Linked DNA regions of Sus scrofa: regions 2, 3 and 4 are each linked to region 1. A link is a contact called in public Hi-C and HiChIP or PLAC-seq data. All regions are on one chromosome and are shown on one strand. The core of a region is the stretch at or near the end of the contact, and the rest is flanking DNA. Distances in the headings are between cores, read along the strand shown. Region 1 holds the start of B4GALT4 (a long non-coding RNA gene). Region 2 holds the start of MAATS1 (cilia- and flagella-associated protein 91). Region 3 holds the start of COX17 (COX17 cytochrome c oxidase assembly homolog). Region 4 holds the start of ADPRH (ADP-ribosylarginine hydrolase).

Region 1 (2,986 bases), core at 150-2,649:
TATGAAAGCTGTCTGCTTTGGTTACTTCTTTGAGCCTCATACTGTTATGGAATCCCACCGGTATGAAATTAAATTTTTCTCCTGTTTATGTTTCACATCAATTCCATTATTAGACCAGCTAAAGGACCTAGGAGAGGAAAAAAGGAAAAGGTTTTCTCCCCTACAACACAAACAGGCACATTAAAATTTTGCAATTGCATGTGGTTGAAAAGCCAACCCTGCTCTAGAAGATAAAATTCCAAAACGATAAACTGTGGTCGCATTTAGCGTTATCTCTGGCCAGAGAAACGCATTCCAGCCCTCTGGCCCACCAGCTCAGCCCAGGTGCCTAGAAGAGCCCTCAGCCCCTTTTTAAGCCCACTTTCTCAGTCTGGACCCTGAATGTTATTCATCACTATCCAAGATTCCTTCACTTTCTTGCATCCTCAATGTGATTCGCCTTTCTTAAAAGAAATTTAGAAATTAAAAAATAAAAAAAGCAAAAAGTCCCTCAACCTTCAAATTGCTGTTTTCTTCCTCCTCCCTTTCACCACCAAAGGACAGGAAAGGTCTCCCTGTGCCCTGGCCGCCTCCAGGTCCTCAACCCTCACCCACTCTCGAACACTTTGCAATCCAGCACACGCCCACCCCGTTGAGAAGTGCTCTCCCAAGGGTACCAACCCAAAGGCCTTTTCTCAGTCTCAGTCCTCATAGACTTCTTTTTTTTCCCCCCTCAAACCGAGAGTTGGCTCTTATCTAATGGAAGACCGAACAGCAACCGATACGACCGACATAGATGGACGCAGAGCCAGACTAAGGGCAGGTATCCAAGGTACTTTAAAATCCAGTCGACCTCCCCAGCTCTTCGGCCCCTGCAGGCCCCTCGTCGGTATCAGCAGATGGGTTTCCTAGTAGAAACCTTGGTGAAATAGGGCTCCAGGGAGGAAGCAGCTTCTTCACACTGATGCGCCCGGAGGGGAGAGAAGTGCTAGTGGCGACCCCAGAACCTTGAGGTGGGCTCTCGGGGCGGGGGGAACGACCCCTGAGGGCCTACCTGGCAGCATCTCACCTACCATCCCTCCGGCAGCAGAGGGAGCGCCGCGGTGGCCCCGGCACCTGAGCCCGTGCCTCCCTCAGGGCTCGGCCTCTGCAGGCCCCCTGCCCGGCCCCACCGCCCGGAGGAAGGCAGGAGGGCCGTCCCAGGCCCTGGGACCGATCCCGCTCGCCACCCGGTGATGCCCATAGAGCGCCAGCCGCCGCCCTCCCCACGGAATTGCTTGTCCCGGGCGCAGGCGGAGCGGAGGCCCAGCGTACTCACCCCTGACGCGGCCGCGAAGAGCACCACCCGGAGCCAGGGGAGGAGGCAAAAGCTGCAGCAGCCGGGACCGCCCCGCCTCCCGGGAGGCGGCTCCTGCGGGCTGGCTCCGCCTCCCCCGAAGTAGCTGAGGCCGGGCCCCGGGGCCGTCTGCGCGGTCCTATGCAAGCCGAGTCCGATCGACCCAGTAACCGTCCCCGGCCAACAGAAGAAGCACCAGGAGGGAAAACGCCAGCTTATCTTTTGAGTGATCGTAATAAAACCTTATGCCAATACTGCCCTAGGGTCTGCACGCTTCCCAAATCCCATTCTCGTAAATGCTCACAAAACTTTGAGAAGGAGAGATGAACCTTCCCATTTTACGGAGTAGGAAACTGAGGCTTTAGAAGTTAATAAATTTACCTTACATCACCCTGACGAAAGGTTTCAGCTTTCTCAACTGCACAATGTGCCAAATTAACTGACTTCCCCATTTCACAGAACTACTGAGAATATTGAGTTGTGAGAAAACCAAATTTCTTCAGATATTAATACAAAAAGCCAAGACAGAATCATATTTATACTGATGATTTGAGTGAAAAATCATGGAAAGTTCTGCTTAGGCTGGCAGGAGAGCAGACTAGATTCTCTAAGAAATAGGAGATTTTCCAAGAAGCACCCCACTGCAAATGGAACCAACCCTGGGGTCATTGAGCTCTAAGCAGGAGACCTGGGGTTTGCTGAGGGCACACGGAAGATCTCTGCTGGCACTGTGATCTGGCACCCAAACAGGAGAGCCAAACCTGCCCCTTCAGCATCCAGCCAAGACTGTGAAAGAGCACTACTGAGTTTCCCAGTCTCCTGAGGTCCGAGCAGTGGAAACATACTTTATAGGGTGCATCTTCCATTTAGTCCCACAGAATCCAAACAAATACAAATGCACAATCTTTAAAAAAAATCACCAAGCTCCAGGGGCCACACATAATGACAGTGGGCAGGGACTTCTTTTTGTGGCTCAGTGAAAACAAATCTGACTAGTAACCATGAGGATGCAGGTTGGGTCCCTGGCCTCCCTCACTGGGTTAAGGATCCAGCATTGCCAAAGCTGTGGTGTAGATCATAGGCCAGCTGCTACAGTCTGATTTGACCCCTAGCCTTTGAACTTCCTTATGCCAGCAGATGCAGCCCTAAAAAGACAAAAAAAAAAAAAAAAGAAAGAAAAGACAGTGGGCAGAATTAAGACCAAGAGATTTATACTCCCAAAGACATCAGACACTGGAATTGTCTGCTGCAGAATACAGGAGAGCTCTTTTTGAAAATTATTAAGGGGGAAAAAAAAAAAAAGATTTCCCTAGGGGTTATTTACCAGTTACAAAGAGGATATATTATCCATTGGAGAAATCTGGCAGATACCACCTTAACCAAGTACTCAAAGTTAATTTCACCAAACTGATATCACTGTTACTGCATTCCTGCCAAAATGCATAATTGGAATTTAACCATGAGGAAACAGACAAGCCCAAATTAAGGGATATTCTACAAAACAACTGGTCTGTACACTTCAAAAATGTCAATGTCAATGTCATGAAAGAAACAAGGAAAGATGAGGAATGTTTCAGATTAAAGGAGACTGAAGAGATTTGACATTTAAATTTCTGGAATGGGAAAAAAAAAATTGCCACAAAGTATATTCTTGAGACAATTGGGAATAGG
Region 2 (2,986 bases), core at 211-2,710, 400 kb after region 1:
GCCACGCCCGGGATTGAACCTATGTCCTCGTGCATACTAGTCAGGTTCTTAACCTGCTGAGCAACAACTGGGAATGCCCAGAAAGTTCTTTTTATAGAAGAATCCCAGGTAAGAAGGAAATTGTTGAAGATATTAGAAATTCACTGTTCTAGATGAAAATCCTGAGATACCAAAATAAAGTGTAAAGAATTTTTTAGATCTTTTGATCAGAAAAAAAAATCTTGGACTCAATCAGGGAAATTTGAATATATACTAAATTTTAAATATAAAGGAATTATTAATTTTGTTAGATTTGATAATGGCAATTATGTTAAAAATCTGTATCAGTTTGAGATGCAGATTAAGGGTAAAATAATGTCTGGGATTTGAAAATGCTCAAGCAAAAGGAGATAGTAGACAGGTGAAACTGGACTGGCAAATTCTTGATAATTATTTACTCCGTGATGATTAGCGCCAGCTCATTACTAAAAGTGGATTCACTCTTGCCTATGTTAAGACATTTCCAGAGTCCTGTTGTGATGCAGCGAATCCGACTAGTAACCATGAGGTTGCTGTTTGATCCCTGGCCTCTCTCAGTGGGTTGAGGATCAGGTGTTGCTGTGAGCTGTGGTGTAGATAGCAGACCCTGCTTGGATCCTGCGTGGCTGTGGCATAGGCATAGGCGTGGCTGTAGCTCGGATTGGACCCCTAGCCTGGGAACCTCCATATGCCGCTGTTGCGGCCCTGAAACAAAAACAAAAACAGACATTTCCATAATAAGTAGTTTTAAAAAGCAAGTCAGTGCGGAATACACCACATCATCTTCGGCTGATTTAATTAGTGCCCAGGGCTCAGAAAGGGGTAGCAGAATGCAGATCAACAGTTACTAACTACCCACCCCACCCCAAATCCTGATTCCCAGGGCAAGGGTTCATAGAGTGTCAAAGTCCAACGTTTAGGAGCTTTCTCAGCTAGCAGAAAAAGCCCCGCGGAAAGGGGATGTCCGAAAGGAAAGCCCCCGACTATTTTTTTCTGAGATTTCCCAGGGATTTCCGAAAGAGGTCGCGGAGTGAAACCGGCAAATCACTGCTGGATTTGAGCAGTAGCCTTTTCCCCAGCCTGCGGGCCCCGCGCATTGATCCTGGATGTACAACTGAAAACTCAAGGCTTGGCCTCTGGAATGAAGCGGGCAGTGTAGCAGATCCTCCCCCGGCCTACTACTTTCCCCTTTTTCCTTCTGAGTGCTGTCCTTTCCTCCCAACCCCTTTCTCCACCCCTCCCGCTCCTTCCCTCTGCACACTTCCTGTCCTCCCGCCCCTGCGCCACGCCCCACGCCTTCCTGCAATCCCCCCGTCTTCCTCCCGGTCGCCAGCCCCGCGCCCCTCCCTTCACTAGCCCCGCCCAGGTTCTTCATCCAGCCCGCCTTTCCTGACCCTCGTCCCGCCCCGTCCTTGTCACTCGGCTCCTCCCCTCTCATGCTAGTTCCGCTCTTCCCTTCTCCGCTTGCGTGCTGTCCTCGCTCCGCCCTTCGTTTCCGCTCTTCCAGGGGGTTACCATAGCTACTGTCCACACAACAGCTAGGTCTCTCAAGTTGGTCCTGGCTGACTGCAGGGCAGAGCCGGCACCATGAGTCATGTTGTGACCATCACCGAGCCCCAGGCCAAACCTCAGATGTCTCAAACCCAGTGCAGAGGGAAGTCGGGGACCTGGGGCAACGTCTCCGCTAGTCGAACGTATGATTTCCTGTATGGTAAGGGCGGCTCCAGATCTCCCTCCTGAGTTGTAGACTCCTGGGACAGATGGGCTTTGAAGATGGTGGGACCTGGCCAGGAGGCTCAGCGGAGGAAAGACTGGCCTCAGGACAGATCCCTTGTCTTGTCTTGGATGGGCAGCTCCAAGCCCTCTGGGTGGTGCACTCTAGGGCATCTCTGAAGACTCAGGTGAGCTGCGTCTTGGAGCAGGGGTAGGGAACACCTGACTCTTCTTCACCCGCTTTTCTTGATAATTTGCACAGCCCAAAGCAATCTTTCTGAAACCCGTTACTGGAGTTTTGGTATCCCATACAGTACCCAATGATTTGCATACTTGGAAATGTTACTGAAGAAAGTTTGGGTGCTCCACTCACAGTGAGGTCAAACAAACCAAAAGAAAAAGGTTTACTGTAGGGCCAAGCAAGAGTGGCTTGGTTCAAACCCCCCCGAAATCCCTGATGGTTTTGGGGAAAAAGTTTTCAATAGCAATATTTAGGGTGAAGGCTGAAGGGTATGTGACTTTTTTTCCTGAGGTCACAGAGGGATGCTTCAGCCATCTTGTGTTGAAATTGCCATCTGGATCACCTGGGTGGGGGCCTTAGTTCTGCAGAAGAGCTCAAAGATAATGTTCTGTATATTTCTTGAGGAGGAACCAGGATCTTGCCCCAAGGCTGCAGTAGTGTTTCTTGACTTCTCCTGACTTGTCTCTGCATCCCCTCCTTTCTCATTATCCACTGTTTGAATCTGCTCTTTGAAACTCAGGTAAGGTCAAGGAGGCTATATGAAGCCTATTTCCTACAAACAAGAAGGAGGGGGGGGTTGGGGGCACACAAAGGATTTGTATCCATCAAGGAGCCCTATAGCATCCTGCTTGGTTTCAGAGACTGACTCAACACTCCCACATTCAAACTGCATAAAATGCCCTTCCAGTTCTCATTCTCTGGCCTCTTCCAAATTTGGCATCTAGGTAAGGAAGGGCCAGTTTATTTCATCTTTGTTTTTAGCTTTCTCTTTTCTTCAAGCTTATTCTTAACCATTAAAGTATTGTTTATAAACTATGTCCACTAGGTCCTTTGGGCCAGTAAAGCCCCAGTTTATTTATCTATTTATTTATTTTTGTCTTCTTGCCATTTCTTGGGCCGCTCCCACGGCATATGGAGGTTCCCAGGCTAGGGGTCTAATCCGAGCTGTAGCCATCAGCCTACGCCAGAGCCACAGCAACGTGGGATCCGAGCCACGTCTGCAACCTACACCAC
Region 3 (2,986 bases), core at 329-2,828, 390 kb after region 1:
TAGATCCCAGGCTCCATCATAATATCATATGGTCTGAAGGTTCAATAAGCACTTAACAGTTAATGTGGAAGCATAGTATCTGATCGTAGTCTTTTGAATCTCCCTTAACAGTATTATGTGCACAGTAGTGGATATTAACAAAAAGCACTTGGCTCCTACCACTCATATTTTCCCACTATGTCACTTATGATTTCTTTACTTTTTATGTGAGGACAAAAAGGGACTGGAGGGAGAGGTGTACATTCACATTATCTGAAGATTCCTTCTGAGATTTGTTCCACAACAGAGGCTGTATACAGTAAGAAGAAATGAAAACCTTTTGCAGGTTGATGGTAATTTAGATAAACAATTCTGAACACTACAGTGTCACATATGTTATAGCCTAGTTGATTTTTAAATTATCTACCTAAAACGGTGGGGGGAAGAGTTTAGGGGATTTTCTGTACCGTTAAGAAATGTACCTTGTACCCTACTATGACTAAATTCGGGGAGAAATTACCAGAAAACCGGAAAACTTTTACTCTTTGATCTTGATAAATCTTTTTTTCTTGGCCGCGGGGGAACTATGTGCAACTTCCCGAAAAGAGATCGAACCCGCCCCACGGCAGTCGCTGCTGAGACCACGTGGGATCCTTAACCCCTCTCACCACAAGGGAACTCTGATTTTGCCAAGTCTTCTATCATGGCCCATAAACCATAGTAGAGCAATCATTGAAAAACGTTTCCATTAACTGTTTCCCTTTACTTTTTTTTAAGGGCCGCACCTGGGACATATGGAAGTTCCCAGGCTAGGGGCTGAATCAGAGCTGCATATGCCGGCCTACACCGCAGCCACAGCCACACAGATCCCATTGGCATCTGCGACCGACCTACCCTGCAGTTTGCAGGGCCGGCTCCTTTACCCACTGAACAGACCAGGGATCGAAACTGCATCCTTATGGCTGCTGGTCGGGTTCTTAATCCGGTGAGCCACCACGGGAACTCCTGTGTTTCTTTAAATCAAGTAGCATCCATCCGTTTACAAGCCTTCGGTCCTAAAGCAATGTTTGACCCATAACAGCTGATGAAAAACCTTTTGTAGGAAGGAATGCCTGGATTGAGCGCGGCGGGTCAATCTGACCTCTCTCTGATCCCTTCAACCTTTTCCCCAGGGTAAGCTACGAGCTCAGTCTACAGACAGCTGACTGCGAAGCCTACCCAGGTCTATAACCCTCAAGAGAGCCCCGCGGCAAAGTGAGGGCCACGACCAGCCCTAGTCCGGGCAGCGGCACCCGAAGGCAGTGCACGGAGCCTGCCCCGCCGCCCCCTCCCCGGCTGCGCACTGACCACGCATCGCGCGCTTTCTTGGTCTCCGGGCAGGCGCAGCAGGGCTTCAGCGGCTTCTTCTCCTGCGATTCAGGCGGGGCAGGGATTGCGGCCGCCAGACCCGGCATTTTTCGCGCCGAAAGCTGCAATTAGCTCTGCCACCCCAAACTCTACCGGCCTCCGGACACGCCGATTCGCCCGCAGTTATTTCCGGCAGTCGCTCCAAAACAGAACAGGAAGTCCTGCCTCTCACTCTGACGAACTGGGAGGAAGGGAGGAGGTAAAGAGGAAAAATGTTTTAAAGGGCACGCGCGTGCGCAGAAGAGGCCGAATGATGGCCTTAGTGCTAGGGCGCCTTTTCCGCGCAGGTGCAGAGAGCCCAGGTAAAGTGCAGCGATGTTTGTAGACCAGCATTGAGAGGACCCACAAATGAGGAGACCCGTAAGGCAACTCGGAGAGCTCTCAACCATACACCCAGCTCGAAGTCGAAAACTGAAACTCAAGAAGGTGAAATGACCTGTCTATGCTACAGAAAAAAAAAAAAAACACTAGTGAAAGCCAATTCCTCTTGAGTAACAGACTTAGCGCCCGGCATCTTATGCTTGCCATTATCTGCCTTACTGCCTTCACCACCCCACTTCACCGCTCTAGTTAAAAGTGAGTAGCAAAGGAGTTCCCTAGTGGTCAGCGCAAACGAATCAGACTAGGAACCATGAGGTTTCGGGTTCTATCCCTGGCCTCGTTCAGTGGTTTAAGGATCCAGCGTTGCCCTGAGCTGTGGTGTAGGTCACAGACAGGGCTCAGATCAGGTGTTGATGTGGCTGTGGCATAAGCTGGCAGCAGCTGTGTCTCCGATTAGACCCCTAGCCTGGGAACCTTACCTCACCCACACGCTTTAAATCCTCAGCTAGTTAGTGTTTATAGCTCCCTCTCCAACTGAATTGATTTCCATATGAATTGCCAATCATAGGGCAAATATATTGGTTAGTAAAATTTTAAAATGCCTTTTCATTGTCATTCCTCAAATTCAGTTAATACCTATCCATCTAGGTAAATAAGTAAACTTAGACAGTATTTGCAATAGAATGGACATAACCATTAAGTTTTTTTCCTGCAGAGAATTGTTTGAGGAAGGATGAACTTATTTTTTAAAGCAGGACTTCCAGGCATTGTTAAAATAGCTGTCTAGGGATACGCACTTTGGTTAATCAAACATTGCTTATCACCTAAACCAGCCAATGGTATTGCCCCTCAAGATGGCTGTTTTCTTGCTCTTTGTACATTCCCTGCTCCACCATTTCCTGCTCCACCAACCCCTAAGTGCATGATTGACCTTTCTACATATTTGTCCCAGGCCCCAGCAATGAGATTGTTCTTATCTAAAGAGCGGTGAGGGCAGTGCCTCTCTGCTGGTCTCCCTGGTAACTCATGTGCCAACCTGATGTCAATTCCCACTGTAACTGGCAATCTCCCCTTCCCCTCCAGGAGCAGAGACTTTACCATGTCCTGTCAGACATGTAAGAACCCCCTGGCCATTAAACCATCCATGTCTCTGTCACTGACTCTGGGCTCTTCAGTCATGAAGCTGGGTAGGCACAGGGCTTGCAGACCTGCGGGATGCAGCCTAACACTAAGGTTTGTTTCTGTATTCCAGAGATTCAGCTCAGAATCCTGAGGTGTG
Region 4 (2,986 bases), core at 202-2,701, 290 kb after region 1:
TTTTAATTTTAGCTCTCATGATTTAACTAGGCGTGGTATTGCACCTTTGCCACATGGAGTGGCAAAGATTTGTTTAGTCCCCTGTTTTTTTGATTATCTCTGCTTCTGTTTCCTTCTTTTGAACCAGCCTTGGCCATGGTGTAGTTGGAGGTGAACTGAATATCAGGTCTCATATTTCTTTGTATCAGTGTGAAAGGGAATTAATCCTAGAGGCATTACCTTATCTGAACATTTGGATTCAATTATAGTAATAATACTATTACAAATGACGGAGTGAAATGCTTACAATGTGAAAGCTCAGTGGTTAAAAAGGATCTAAAATTGTATATACGAAATGATCTGATTTTTTTAAAATGTGCATAATATAAAGACTAAGTATTTACAGTGGGAGTGGTGTAATGTGGGTGGTTTCTATTTCTTCTAAAATTTCTTTCTACACATAACATAAAAATTCTTACTGTGAAAGATTATGTTTCCCCTTATTTCTCTCCCTATTCCCTGCAAACTCTCCCTGAAAGGTAATCATAACTGTTATTAACAATTGGCTGTGTATCCTTTGTCAATTTACACACACGCACAGAGTTTTTTTCACATAAATATATTCTTCATTCTAAAACTTGATTTTTTTTTTTTACTTAATGAAATGTTTTCAAACTTTTCCCTTGTAAGCCTGATTATTTATCCAAAGCCTATTGATTTAAATGTCTACCTTTTTTGAAAAGTTCCGTAATTATGCCATAACTTAGGAGAAGAAATCTCATTCTCCCCTGTAAACATTCTGAGGTTATTCTAATTTTCTGCTTTGGAAAACAACTCTTCAAAGAAATCCAGGAACATTTATTTTGTGAACCCATGAGGGTATTTTTTATGAGATATTCTTATAAGTTTTCACAGCTTTTCTGCTGGAAGTGTGCATTATTTTTATCATAAAAATTTTTTTATTTAAGAACAAAAACCGTAAGTCAACAGCCTAAAATGAGATCATTTGGCTGGGTCTACTCCATGAAGGCAGGGTTCTGTCAGGGCCTAGCATCCATCTGGTACACAGCAGGTATTTAATGTCTGCAGCGAAAAAGATACAGCATAGCAAACTAAAATTATGGGGAAGGCCATAGAATTTCTACATATGGTGATTCTTTTAAGGTGACATTAATTTATTCAGACAAAATACTTTTTTCTTTGCTTTTATTTACTATCAGAATGAAAAAGTCCTATTCTGCTACCAAATAAACGACAGAGTTAAAATTACTTAATTCAACCCTAACCACCACCCTAAGAGACAGGTACTATTATTGTCCCAATTTAAGGGTGCGAGACCCAGAAGCGTGACAAAGGCGCCGCGAGGTAACGTCTTCCCAGCGGCGCGATGCCAGCAGAGGCTGAGGCCTCCACCCGAGGTCACACGAGAGTGCCCAACAGTCTCACGAGAGCGGGGGCCGGAGCCCCGCCATTTCGCGGTGCCTCGGAAGCCGAAGGGGGTGGGAGGCGCAGGTCTCGCCGCCCTGACCCGGCGCTAGGGGCCCCCGCGACTCGCTCAAGCCGAGCCCGGCGCAGCTGCAAGCGCCGGAAACTGGCCCAGGTCAGCCGAACCCGAGCGCGGTCCCCGAACTCGGCGGCGCGCTCCACCCGGATTCCCCACGCTCGGCTCGGCTCGGCTCGGCTCGGCTCGGGGCGGGGCCCTCCCCGCGCCGTGACCTCCGGGCGCCCGGGCCCGAGCTCCCTGCTCTTACCAAGGCCGCCAGGTACCCTCCCCGCCGGCAGCCCCAGCGCCTGCGCGCTCTTCTTCTCGCTGCGACCCGGTCCTCCCCGCTCCCCACCCTTCTCGCCAGGTCCCCGCGCCCCCGGCGACCCGTTACACCCGTCCGCCTCCCTCATGTGCGCTCGTCCCCCGCGGTAGCCGGGGAGCCACCTCCACCTCCTGTAGGGGCCGGGCGTGTCTCCCACTCCCAGGCACCCCACCCCTCAAAAAAGCTGCGGACTGTCCGGAAGCTGCTGCCCAGACCGCAGTTTTGAACTTGTAGTTCGGGGATGAGACTGTAAACTAAAAGTTAGAGGAGTTTAAAGAATAACAGCATCCTGAGAGCGGGAGGCCAGAGCAGTACGTAAAAGCTAGAGGAAAATTTCCTTCAGAAAGAAATACATGGTCATCGTCCCCAGCCCTGCTGGCAACTCACGAAAAGGAAGTTGAGGGCTTTGGTAGAGAGGGTACAGGGGGTTAAAAGCTGGTCTTCCTAAACCAGCTAAGCTTGGTCTCTGAAGCTCGCAACGCTGGACAGGAGCCCAGGCTGCATCTATAGCGCTCCTCCTCCCCCACAATCCAGTTTACCGGTGAGAAAATCTAATCCAGGATGGGTGGCTGCTATACAATCACACACCTGATTCTGGGCAGAGCCGAGACTGTTAGCCCAGAACTCCAGATTCTAGCCATCATTTATAAACAATAAAATATGTAATGTTTTACAAATAACTTCTGTGAGCCAAGAAGTTAAGCATGATCAGTAACTCGGTAATGGTCCGCTCAGTCTGTCTTCATCTTTCACTCTTCTCAGTTGCTTGCCAGCCTTCATGCCCTGGCCCACGGCAGTGCACCTGGAGAAGGACTCCTGGAAGCCTAAGAACTTGAACTTAACCCTGAGTAAATAGGCTTTAGGTAAGAGGAGGGGAAAAGAGCTTGAGCTGAGGGGAGGATGAACTAGTCCACCAGTCTTTAAAAAAGTGTTTGCTTGGCCTGTGCAAATGGTGTGGATGGTAGAGTGGGGGCAGATGGTGAAGGGCTTCCAGACTGGGTGCTACAGGAAATAGAGCACAATGGGGAACTGGAAATGCATGGAAAATGGCACTTTATTGGGACTTAGATTCATGGAGGGAGTGTTAGCTGAGACCCAAGACTCTAGAAGTCAATCATTTAGAAGGAAAACAAAATTCAAATATTGTCGTTCAAAGGAAGGTTGTTGGGAGAAAATATTCTAGTTCGAGTAGCAGAAAA

What was found. A called contact is a pair of places that touch in the nucleus more often than the background predicts. HiChIP or PLAC-seq counts read pairs in DNA pulled down with a chosen protein or histone mark.
Region 2: an H3K27ac HiChIP or PLAC-seq map of alveolar macrophages shows a contact between it and region 1. The contact joins the promoter of MAATS1 here to the promoter of B4GALT4 in region 1. A contact is called at or near these places in 14 of 47 Hi-C or Micro-C datasets (alveolar macrophages, blood, embryonic fibroblasts and 8 more) and 2 of 2 datasets of contacts at active chromatin or transcription factors (alveolar macrophages and skeletal muscle).
Region 3: a contact with region 1 is called in a Hi-C map of subcutaneous adipose tissue, with 2.2 times the contacts expected there. The contact joins the promoter of COX17 here to the promoter of B4GALT4 in region 1. A contact is called at or near these places in 10 of 47 Hi-C or Micro-C datasets (fetal heart ventricle, liver, mesenteric adipose tissue and 4 more) and 1 of 2 datasets of contacts at active chromatin or transcription factors (skeletal muscle).
Region 4: a contact with region 1 is called in an H3K27ac HiChIP or PLAC-seq map of alveolar macrophages. The contact joins the promoter of ADPRH here to the promoter of B4GALT4 in region 1. A contact is called at or near these places in 2 of 47 Hi-C or Micro-C datasets (embryonic fibroblasts and subcutaneous adipose tissue) and 1 of 2 datasets of contacts at active chromatin or transcription factors (alveolar macrophages).

What each region holds. Positions count from the first base shown.
Region 1 is chr13:140,967,974-140,970,959 of Sscrofa11.1, reverse strand. B4GALT4 (a long non-coding RNA gene) reads right to left here and starts at 1,399. Exons shown (of 7, transcript XR_001300547.2): 1 at 1,298-1,399.
Region 2 is chr13:140,565,450-140,568,435 of Sscrofa11.1, reverse strand. It overlaps MAATS1 (cilia- and flagella-associated protein 91), which reads left to right and starts at 1,460. Exons shown (of 18, transcript XM_003132654.4): 1 at 1,460-1,729. The coding sequence starts at 1,606.
Region 3 is chr13:140,582,878-140,585,863 of Sscrofa11.1, reverse strand. COX17 (COX17 cytochrome c oxidase assembly homolog) reads right to left here and starts at 1,578. Exons shown (of 3, transcript NM_001348525.1): 1 at 1,327-1,578. The coding sequence starts at 1,433.
Region 4 is chr13:140,679,729-140,682,714 of Sscrofa11.1, reverse strand. ADPRH (ADP-ribosylarginine hydrolase) reads left to right here and starts at 1,451. Exons shown (of 5, transcript NM_001244347.1): 1 at 1,451-1,742; 2 at 2,550-2,650.